2 separate regions of the Sus scrofa genome follow, and region 2 is linked to region 1. Evidence: chromatin contacts called from public Hi-C data. All regions are on one chromosome and are shown on one strand. The core of a region is the stretch at or near the end of the contact, and the rest is flanking DNA. Distances in the headings are between cores, read along the strand shown. Region 1 overlaps VTI1A (vesicle transport through interaction with t-SNAREs homolog 1A). Region 2 overlaps TCF7L2 (transcription factor 7-like 2).

Region 1 (5,375 bases), core at 1,459-3,958:
GCCAGTCAGGCAGAGCAGGTGGAATGTCGCACAGCTGCGCCTCTGGCTGCATTTCCCAACACCTCCCTACCCCACAATGATCAGTCGTTGGCATGCTGTTTCTGCCACCTTGTCATCTCAATGGCTTGTCTGGGGTCTCGATGGCTGTGCGTGTGGAGAGCCTGTCCCAGCCCTCTTTTCTCAGGACAAGCTAGACTGCACTTCCTCTGGCCTTATCAAACCCCTTGTTTCCAAAATTGTTACTTAGCCACTTGGGAAGCTGAAGTCGATTCCTCCTCCCCCGCCCCACCCCCCTGCCGCCCCGCAGCATCCTCCCAGCTGAAAGTAATGAGAAAAACACTTGACCATGGCGTGATGTCCATCCTTCTCATTCTCCCCAGTCTACCATGATTTAGAGGGTTAAGCCTGTAGAATTTTGTCAGCTGCGTTTTGAACTGTTGGTGGTAGTTTGACCATTTCTGCTTCAAGCCCAGCTTAAAGGAACATATGGCCCCAGATTCTTCAGTGCTGCAGATATGGGCCTTTCCCATGTTAAGAGACTTAACAGATGAAATATGGTTTTCTGTACCTCTTTTCATTGACTGTCAAAATAACAAGTAATGTCTTGTCTTTCAACAGAGACGCTCTTTTTGCTCAGCTATTCAATGAAGAATGTGCCGTTGTCTTTGCTGTAGATTTTTATTTTATTTGTAAATTGTGCGTGCTGCATGCCACGGAATACTGAAAAGCCATACACCCCGGCTTGTTAGCTGACACACAGTATGTGTGATTACAAATTGTTTGAATAACAGTGGACTATTGAACTGCCATCCAGATGTGAGTGGCGTTAACTGTGGGAATGTCCACAAAGAAGGATTCTCTTTTGGGTTGCTGGGTCCAAGCCCCCAGAAAGGGGAAACATAAGCGTGGAAGCTACTCAAATAGAACAATAGCTATAAGTGGCTCCTCAGAAGCAAAATTAATCATTTTTTAAAAAATTATACATTGCAACTAAGATCAAATTTGTTGTCCCTAAGTAAATCAGGCAAAGAAAATGCCAAACAGCAATGAAAGAAGTTTGGGCTTTGAATGGCCTTTACAAGTGGTTTAGTCATTTTATATTTTTTAATGTCTAGAATTCAGAACGTTGTAGATTCAAGATAAGACCCTGATCATCCCAAGTTTCTGAGCTGGCTCCTCGGGTGCTTTGTGTTTCCGTCACTCCCTTCCCTCTTGCCTGCTGCACAGGAGGGCACGTGGTTGGTGCAGTGGTTGGTGTTCATAGTTCTAGCTAGGAGAAAGCAACACAGAAATCCCCTGTAAACATTTTCTTTCAAATATTGGAACCACATTGAGATACCACTTCACACCCAGCAGGATGGCTAAAATAAAAAGATGGACAATAACAAGTGTCGACAAGGACATGGAAACATCACAACCCTCATACACTGCTTATGACAAAGCAAAATGGTGTGGGCCACTTTGTCAGGCAGTTGGGCGTTGCCAGTCCTGGGCATACATGTCCAAGAGGATCGACAATGTACGTTCACATTAAAACCTGCACGTGAATGTTCAGAGCAGCATTATGCATGGGAGACAAAAAAGTAAAAACAACCCACTGTCCATTGTGATGAATGGATAAGTAAAATCCAGTATATTCTTTGGCCATAAAAAGGAATAAAGTACCAATACAACCTGGATGAACCTTAGAAACATGCTATGTGAAAGAAGCCAGGCACAAAAGACTGTATTATATGAATCCATGTGTATGAAATGTCCAGACAGGCAAATCTGTAGAGACAGAAAGTGGATTAGTGGTTGCCTAGGGCTGGAGGGGTTGAAGGGAAATGGAGAGTGACGGCTAATGGGTATGGGGTTTCTTGTTGGAGTGATGAAAATTGTCTAAAACTAATTGTGATGATGCTTGTACAACTTGGTGAATATACTAGAAACTGTTGAATTTTATAATTTCAGTGGGTAAATTGCATGGTATATGAGTAATGCCTCAATAAAAGTGTCAAAAATGAAGGCAAAATAAAGACATTTTCAGGTAAAAATTTTGTAAGGTATTTCAAGGTGATTTTTTTTTAAGAGAATCATGCCTCAAATTAGGATGTCTTCAAAAACCACCTATCTGGATTTTTTTTTTTTTTTAGCATGAAGAGAAGGGGAAATAGTTTTAAATTTAGTAGCTGATATTCTTTTTTTCCCTCTGGAATGAAAGATCTGTTACTTGTTCAACAGCGTCAATGCTTTCTATCTCCACTTGAAATCTACAAGCAGTAAGTTGGTACCCAGCCATCAAATACCTAGATTTACCTTTGTGTGATAAAACTCCCTTTAGCAATGCATATTGGAATGTAAAGTTTTGAACCTATTTTGAATTCTGTCGCAAGCAATTTAAAAAAAAAAATTTTTTTTCCATCATGAAATGTCAACCAAGTCTTAGGAAACAAAGAAACGAATAGGAAATCCTCTCTAGATTTTGTTCGCACTCCAGCTCTCTATAGTTTAATCTAAAGAAAAATGTGGAATTTCCTGCAGAGTGATTAATAGGCCCGTGTGGTGACATACAGGAACTCTGAGCTTGACCTGGCAGGTAAAGGCTAACTGGTATGTTAAGTTGATTACACAATTTCCTCTAAATAAGTTGACAAGTGGTTTGCACAGTTGCCTTGACTTTTGCCCTTATAAATGCACACTTATAAATGACTTGCTTTTTCAGCTAAAGCAATCCTTATTTTAGATGTGACACGTGTTAAGTAAACAGCCTGATAGGCAACCCCAGCCTCCTAACCTTCATAGCCAGGTCAGATTAGCAGAGTTGCCAGGGAACATGGGTTGGGGGAGCCTGAACTTGGCTTTGAGATATGGCTGTGTTTGTAGGGCATGAGAAACCCTCCTTCCAGTTTTCCTCCTCCCAGTATGGTGAAGTAGACTGGTGGGTTCCAGAGGAGGATTCCACAAATGGCTTGAAATATTCCAGGAGGAGAGGCTGCTGAATGGCTTGCAGTAAATGACAATGGGTTTATCTCTAGTGTTTTATACAGATCTCCTTTCAGGATGTCAGGTCTGTCAGAAAACACAGCCTCTGGGACTTCTTCAAAAAATATCCTGGAGAAAGGGTTTCCGGTCAGCATTTCTATTCTATGATCATATTCCCAGGAAGAAAATATAGTCCTTTTATAGTTGAGAGAATATAGTTTATTGAGATATTTTTATTTACAGATATACTGCTTCTTTCTCTTTAAGGGGAAAGTTACAAAAAGCCATTGTAAAAGAACAGGAAATGTTGCCTTCAGATGATAAATCAAAATGCTGCTTAGGAAAATAACTGGTTATTTGTAGATTTATAAGTCAGGCGCCTTTATTGAACTTAATATATCCTGATTTGATAAGCGAAAAGAGGTTTGCTAACATTGTTGATTTAGCTGGAACCTATTTGTGTGTGGTGTGTGTGTGTGTGTGTGTGTGTGTCTTCCTGAATGAGTTAAACATTTGGAAAATGAATTGATTTTTATTTGTATATACAAAGATAATACCATTTATGCACTCCAGGTCCAGAATATGACAAGCCTTGAGCTCATCTGGAAAATAGAACATTATTAGGACTCAGAGGTTAAATTTACAATCCCACCATCAGTCCATGAACGTTCCTCTGAAACAGTGTGCAGACCCATTATAAATCATCTTCATTTACTTTAACTCTTACATAAGATGAAACTTGCCAGTCTGAAAATGTCTCCTACTTGCCACAGATGACTCTCTGCGAAATCCTTTTATTTCATTATTTCGTTCAGTCATCCATAGGTATTTGTAAACAGGATTGCCATCCACCTTCTGGCTGGCTGTGTGCTTGGGCAAAGGACTGGGGCTAATCTGTCCTGCCATGGGGTTCTCCTTGAAACCTGTCAATACTCAGTAACCATTAACCATTAGCAACAACATCCTGGTTGCATGTTTCTGAGCCAGGTCACTTCCTTCCCAGCTGGCCATCGCCCTGTCAGGCGTACTCCTGAGTCGGGGGGCCTGGGGAAGGGATTTTTCACACTCAATCCTCTCTGTTTGTAGCAAGTTAGGATCCTCTGAGGTTTGGCTTTCATCTCAGCATGGCAGTCCCAAGACGCATGAATTTCCCACCACGATGGACCAGTCTGGAAGTTTCTGCTGCCTCTCAAATTTATCTCAACAGAGTAGCCGATAAAAATAGAGTTAATACTCTGTTATATATGTTTTAATAAAAAATTTCAGAAATTAAAAAAGTACTGAAGGAGTTCCCATCGTGGCACAGTGGTTAACGAATCCAACTAGGAACCATGAGGTTGTGGGTTCGGTTCCTGGCCTTGCTCAGTGGGTTAAGGATCCGGCATTGCCGTGAGCTGTGGTGTAGGTCGCAGATGTGGCTCGGATCCTGTGTTGCTGTGGCTCTGGTGTAGGCCGGTGGCTACAGCTCCGATTAGACCCCTAGCCTGGGAACCTCCATACGCCGCAGGAGCGGCTCAGGAAATGGCAAAAAAAAAAAAAAAGTAGTGGAATTAAAAAGTAGGTCCTAACATAATGAATATGCTTCTTCCCACCACAAGCTTAAGAATTAAGATTTTACAAATACAAATGAATCCCCCATTCCACCTCTGGAGAAGTTTATAAGACCAAGTGTGCGGCACCTTGAAGAAATCCAGATGAAATGTTGGGAGCTGCCCCGAGAGGAAAGAGAGATGGCACACTTATGGCAGGAAAATGCACTTTTGTTGGGAATTTTTTATATTCCAGATACTTAAAGCATAAGAAATTGCCAATTCTCAATTATTTCCAAATTTCAAAGGTGACACTTTTATGTGATTAGCCTCATAGCAGAGAGACAAATACCCAATGCAAATTATAAGAAGAAACCAAGGTCCAGCTCTCATCTTCTCTTGTCTATCTAAATCATTAGCCTGGACTCAGAATTGGCTTCACTGCCTTAATTCTTGACCCTTTCCAATCCAACCTCCACTTTCACCATGACTGTGTATGTGTGTGTTCTTTTTTATAAGAAACTTTATGTGCAGTCATAATTTAATTATGTACAAGAAGTATGATTTCCAAAAACCCAAGTCCAAATACAGAAGTGTAGCTTTTAATGTCCTTAAGATTCTACTGTCCACAAATATGGTTCTTTAATGTATTTCTTACCCACATTTCTATGTATCAGTCTAATATACCCCATTGACCTCAGCCTTAAATTTTAAAGCTAATTTGGAGTTCCCGTTGTGGCTCAGTGATAACCAACATGACTAGTATCCACCAGGATGTGGGTTCCATCCATCACCTCGCTCAGTGGGTTAAGCATCCAGCGTTGCCCTGAGCTATGGTGTGGGTTGCAGATGCGGCTCAGATCCCATGTTGCTGTGGCATAG
Region 2 (5,375 bases), core at 1,202-3,701, 370 kb after region 1:
GAGCAAGGGTTATTAACTTGTCTGGTGTATTAACAGATTGTTTAAAGACCAACCTCATGAAAACAGCCCTGTGGGTTTGGAGATAAACAGCTAGGCAGGCGGGTCGGTAAATTTAAAACATCGCCTGTATGTTAGGTGTCCTGCGCCAGAAGAAACCGTATCTTTGCCACTGGTGTTGCTTCAAGCAAGACAGGGCCAGGATCCCCTGTGGCAGCAGGGGTGTGCTTTTACCTGCATGCAAATCAGAGTTGGGCATTTGCTTTCGAAGCAGGTGAAATGCTTTAACACTTGGGGTGGGAAGGGACCGGACAAGTCCCGGGTGAGTTTGGTCCTCTGGAACTTGGCTGTGTCTCTAACCCGCTCCTGGAGCAGGCACCCTCCCACCCTCCCCGCCACGGAAAAGAGGACTGATTCAGGCCTGTGATGTCTGAGGCTCTTAACTCCAGTTAAGTTCACCCCTCACACACGCACGGGCCCTGATCCTCTGAGAGCCCCGGGAAAAGTAAGTTGGGATGGTGGGATTCAGGGGTTGCCTTTTTTTCTTTTCTTCCTCCTTTTCTCTCCCTTTCCCCCCCCTCCCCCCCCCCGGGCCCCCTTTTGAGGGGAAAAGCTCACCAAACTCCCAAGCAACCAAAAAGCGACTTGGCACTCAGACTGCTGGAATGCCAGGGAATGCAGGAAGCCGCCGTTCTCCTGCTTCCAGAGAGGTCAGTGGGAAACCTTTCAGGCAGGGTCTCTTCCTCTGGAAGGAAAAGAGGCGCGTGTACGTGTGGCAGGCAAGGCCCTACCAAGTGTCACTCCCGTGTCACTGTGACAAGAAAATACACTTTCCTCCTCCCTCCCCCTCTCCCTTCGCAGCCCTCTCCCTAAGAAATTTGTTTTGAGGGATTTGACAATCTTGCAGATAAAGTGCCTGCCTGCTGCATTCCGTTGATCATTTTCCCCCATGGCCGACCGTAATTTCTTAGCTTCTCTTAGCAGCTCTGCCCCTGCTGCCCAAGGTAACGGCTGAGGGGGGGACTGCTTAGGTGCCCTGCACTGGCTGGGGAAGAAGGGCCGTCCCCTTCCTTCACACACTTCCTAGGGGTGCAGAGCAGAAAGTAGAAGGAGTTTCTTTTAATTAATTTTTTAAAAATTTAATCCACGACCAGTTGAACTAGATTACTTGGCCTCTTTTTGCTTTTGTTTTCTCCTCTTCATTTCGTTTTTTGCTTTTGCTTTCGGAGGGATGTGTGTGGAAAGGGAAGACTTCACAAGATTAACAGCAGGCGTTGTGAGTGAGAACCTGGAGCATTCTGAGTCTGCCCGGGCAGACCTGGGAGCCATGTCCACCTTTTAAGATGCTTTTTTCCTGCTCTGTGAGTGAGAGGAATAAAGGGAGGGGAAGCTGGGAGGAAGAAGAAAAGTGAGAAAAGCAATAAGGGAGGAGAGAAAAAGCTGGCCCAGTCCCATCTTGAAGGTACAGAGAAAGTTTTTTTTTTTTTTTTTTTGAGGTGGAGAGAAAGAAAACCAAAGCTATTATGTACCCTAGGGATACCATCTTAGTGGGAATGGAAGATTTGAGTGGGAAGGGAGGCACGGTGGCCTCCGGGCTCACTCTCTTCCAGCAGTTGGGCGGTTGGCACCTCAATTTGAATTGCTGGGTGAGTAGTGGGGTGTGTGTGTGTGTGCGCGCGCGAGTGTGTGTGTGTGTGTGTGCGCGCGCGTGCGCTCGCGTGCCCACGTTCACGTCCTTGCTTATGGTCTTGGCCATTAAACCTTTGTGCTTTTTTTTTTTTTTTTTTTTATTTGATTCATCTAGTGGGAAGGAAAAACAAAACAAGCGTAAATGGTCACCTCAAGCTGTGCCCTTTCGCGGTGTGCTTTTTATAGCAGGTTTTGGGGGAAGGGGGGAAGAAAGGGTTAAAAAAAAAAAAAGAAGATGGAGAGGACAGAAAGCTGGACTTTTATCACAATCCTTATGGTTCTATGGCAATGCAGACCCGGCTCCCCAAGTGCCAGAGAGCTGGACTCTGGCAAAGGGTGGTGGGATTTGGGATTTTTTTCCTAACAAATCATTTTCTTCCCCTTCACCCACGAAGGTGGGCTCCACTGGAAGAAAGAGAAGGAGAAATGACATTCCCTTCTAGATAGAGACACATACTTTGGAAGCTTGAAACATTTTTGAGCAATCAGGCTTTTCCAGTAGCAGGGCTTGTGTAAACTGTGTATTTTGGTTTCATATTTAATACTAACTTTCTGTTGCTCTGTCTTTAGTTGTATTTATTTTCAATCTCCAAATGTAGATGTTGCCGGCCTTTTAGGGCTCCAGTCTTGCTTGTGGCGTTTGTGTTTTCGAAACATAATATAAAATGTGCTTTGGAAACCTGAGAGACGGATGACAGCCTACTGTGCTGTTAATGATTAGGGAGACAGCCTTTTTGCAAATACCAATTTGGGGCTCAGAGTACTTTACACTGTTCACCTGTGCTCTGATCAATCAACTCTTGCATCAGCTCCTTTGCCATAAGTTCTAAGGGTGTGCTCTTAGAATTTGGAGACGATTCCTTCATTGTCTTTATTATTACTTTTTTTTTTTAATCGTTTTTTGGTTGTTGAATGGCCAAACAGAAACCTTTGCAATGGTCAATCAGCTGTTCAATGGTCATATTGATATTTGGGGGAGGAAGGCATGAACTGTACTACCGTCTGTGAGTCCTTGCGTTTTCAAAATCATGTGTTAAAATCCTATGTTGTGACTAGAAACGCGGGAGGAGAGATGGTTCTCTAGCTGGGCAGGAAGGAATGACAGCTGTGTATGTCTTTTCTGGTTCTGTGCAACTTCCTAGTTGAGGTATGATTGTAAACTGTCAGGAATTGTGGGGAAGGGCGTGCAGGCAGGCGCTGTAACTGCATAAAGTGTGTTGCCTCCAGTTTCCCACCCAGCACAGCCTCTCACTTCCAGATTCCTGAAAGGTTCCAGACCTTTTGTTTACTCATATTACTTGGGTTACTTCACTGCAGCCCCGCTGCTCCGGGGGCCGGGTTAAACCTCCATTCTTGATGGTTTAGGGGAAGGGAGTTCCTTTGAAAGGGTAATTTCCCAACTCCGATGATACAGATATTATGATCTTTGTATTGTCACAACAGGCTGCTGCCTCTGCATTTTCTGGACGCAACAGAGCCTGCAACCTTAGATTTTTAGGGAAACCGCCCCTTTGTGCTCCGGGGATGCTGGGGGGCCTTGCTGAGCTATGTAATGGCATTCTTTCCTTCTGCAATATTTTGGAATGTGATGAAATCCTGACCTGCCCTCCAGATGACATACTTTTGCACACACTTGAAGGGTTTCTTTTGTTTTGTTTTGTTTTGAAGTGAACTTTGCCTGGGTCCTTCCCTCATTGCCTTAAACGTTCATCCGCTTCCATCAGAAGGGACAGTGGTGGTGTTTCCTTCTCACCCTGTCTTAGGTCCTTTTACGTGTATCCTTTATGGAGGCTACAGATGCCCGTTAAAGAATGCCCATGTTTGGGACACTAACAGGGCACAATCGTGCAGAACCATGGGGCTTCTTCCGTTGAGTCTGCCTTGGCCGACTTCCTGCTGAGTCCGGGGTTTGGCCGATTGCATCCTGCATCCGTAGGGTTTCAGGAAAACGTTTGTCCCTCTTCTCAGTTTCTCTGTTGCTAGAGAGAAATTTACCTGCTCTCTGAAGGGACCTTTCTCGAGCTCTTATAGACTTCCGGAACAGGCATGGTTTTCAAATACCGTCTCGATTTGAAAGTTAGGCACAAGAGTTGTTAAGAAATACCAAAGTCATTTTTATGCAGCTGCTCGTTGTAACTAAATTAGAAAGGTGGTATCAGATTTTGTTCACTGCTTCTTTCTTGAAATCCCCAGGATGTAATAACCATTATGTACTTAACATTGATTCTAAATCAAAATTGGCGATTTCCTTTCCATTATATTTAGGAATCCTTAGATTTGGGGTGGTGGTGTTTTGGGGGGAGATGGTCTGGAAATCATTATTATTTTTTTTTTTATTTAAAGTTGTTTTGAATTTGTGCTTTTGGGTTTCTTCATTTGGAATAGGTTAGTTTTTCTGGCTTTCTTTTGAAAATGAAACAGCTGTACCCTCTTACCCAATTGCCAGACATTCCCCCGAACTCAGACACTTAACAAGATTGATTATGCGAACGCTAATCATTTAATACCCAAGTAGTAGAAAACCATCTTGCGGGAGCGTGGAGGTTGCAAATTCCTGGGAAATGACGACTCTGAGACCTGGCGGAGGATTAGGACAGTGAGAGGACCCCCTGCGCTGCCACCCCCGCCCCTCCGGGAGCTGTGACCTGCCCCTGGAGGGAGGCACACAGGAAGGAAGCCCTGGGAACTTGCTGGTGGGGTGAGCCTGGACCGGGCGGGCCGAGTCTTAAGCTCACAAGTGCTTTAAAGGTTAAAACACAATGGGATGCTTTCTTTTTATTGGAAAATAAATGAGAATGAGTGGAAATAAATTATGTTTAATGAACTTAACTGGAAGTAATTGTTCAAAAGCCTGTGAAAACACAGCTTCGCTGGGTCGGGCCTTGGCTGCGATGTTCACAACGCCCAGGCTGCTGGAGCCCCTCTTTATGTTCAAGGTTTAGACCGACCCTTCCGTGTGCCCACTCCCCACCCTGACACCTTCAGCTCCTGCTCCCACTCCCCCCTCCTCCTTTTGGGAAATGGAATAGAAACATTAAGAAGAACTGAATTTGGCCCCATAGACCCTTAATGCTTGACAGTCTGTTTCATGTGTTACTATCTGGGTTGTTATATTATAAAGGGGGGGGACCCAAACCAAAAAAACACCCCAAAAAGGCCAAGGGCTTAGGATGGTTTGCGTTAGCGGTATGTATTTCCATGTGTGTGTGAGAATTTGGATGAAAATTGGCTGCACGTTTATTCTCTCCCTGCCTGCCCTGTTCAGTCATTTCCCTGCATGAAGAATTTTAATGCCTGTGTGAGTACACGGGGAATTATGAGTCTGCAGAATTTCACAGACGGCTGGGAGAGTCTTCTCTCTCCCTCTTCTTGCTGTCTAAATGGATTGTATTCCAGAGAAAGAAGGGAGGAGGGGAAAGAAGTCAGCCATTGATAATTCACAAACAAATAAGCGGGGCTCTTGAGTGTCAGGCTCCGGAGAGTGGGAGAAGCTCTAACTTTGCGGCCTGGCGGGCACACCATTGGGGCCGGGTGATGGAGGCAGTGTACTCCAGCTGCAGGCTGGGTGTTTCTTTTCCGCATCTCAGAGGCTGACTTTCTTTCTCTTAACCTCCAGGCAAAGCTCGAATCCTGTGAAGCCTTCTTGGTTTTATTTTTTATTTCCAGCAGACAGTGCTGTAGCCATCGGT

Evidence for each region. A called contact is a pair of places that touch in the nucleus more often than the background predicts.
Region 2: a contact with region 1 is called in a Hi-C map of liver, with 1.5 times the contacts expected there. The contact joins two enhancer-like sites. A contact is called at or near these places in 3 of 47 Hi-C or Micro-C datasets (liver, retroperitoneal adipose tissue and skeletal muscle).

The regions. Positions count from the first base shown.
Region 1 is chr14:123,135,858-123,141,232 of Sscrofa11.1, forward strand. The region is part of intron 9 of VTI1A (vesicle transport through interaction with t-SNAREs homolog 1A); the gene reads left to right. Among named protein-coding and RNA genes, the nearest start is that of TCF7L2, 210 kb to the right of the region's middle. Within about 2 kb of position 2,709, at least 7 of the 83 cell types and tissues checked have an H3K27ac peak or open chromatin away from gene starts, as enhancers often do. A contact at or near this core is called in liver, where this site is marked.
Region 2 is chr14:123,509,465-123,514,839 of Sscrofa11.1, forward strand. All of the region lies in intron 6 of TCF7L2 (transcription factor 7-like 2), which reads left to right. Among named protein-coding and RNA genes, the nearest start is that of TCF7L2, 170 kb to the left of the region's middle. Within about 2 kb of position 2,452, at least 10 of the 83 cell types and tissues checked have an H3K27ac peak or open chromatin away from gene starts, as enhancers often do. A contact at or near this core is called in liver, where this site is marked.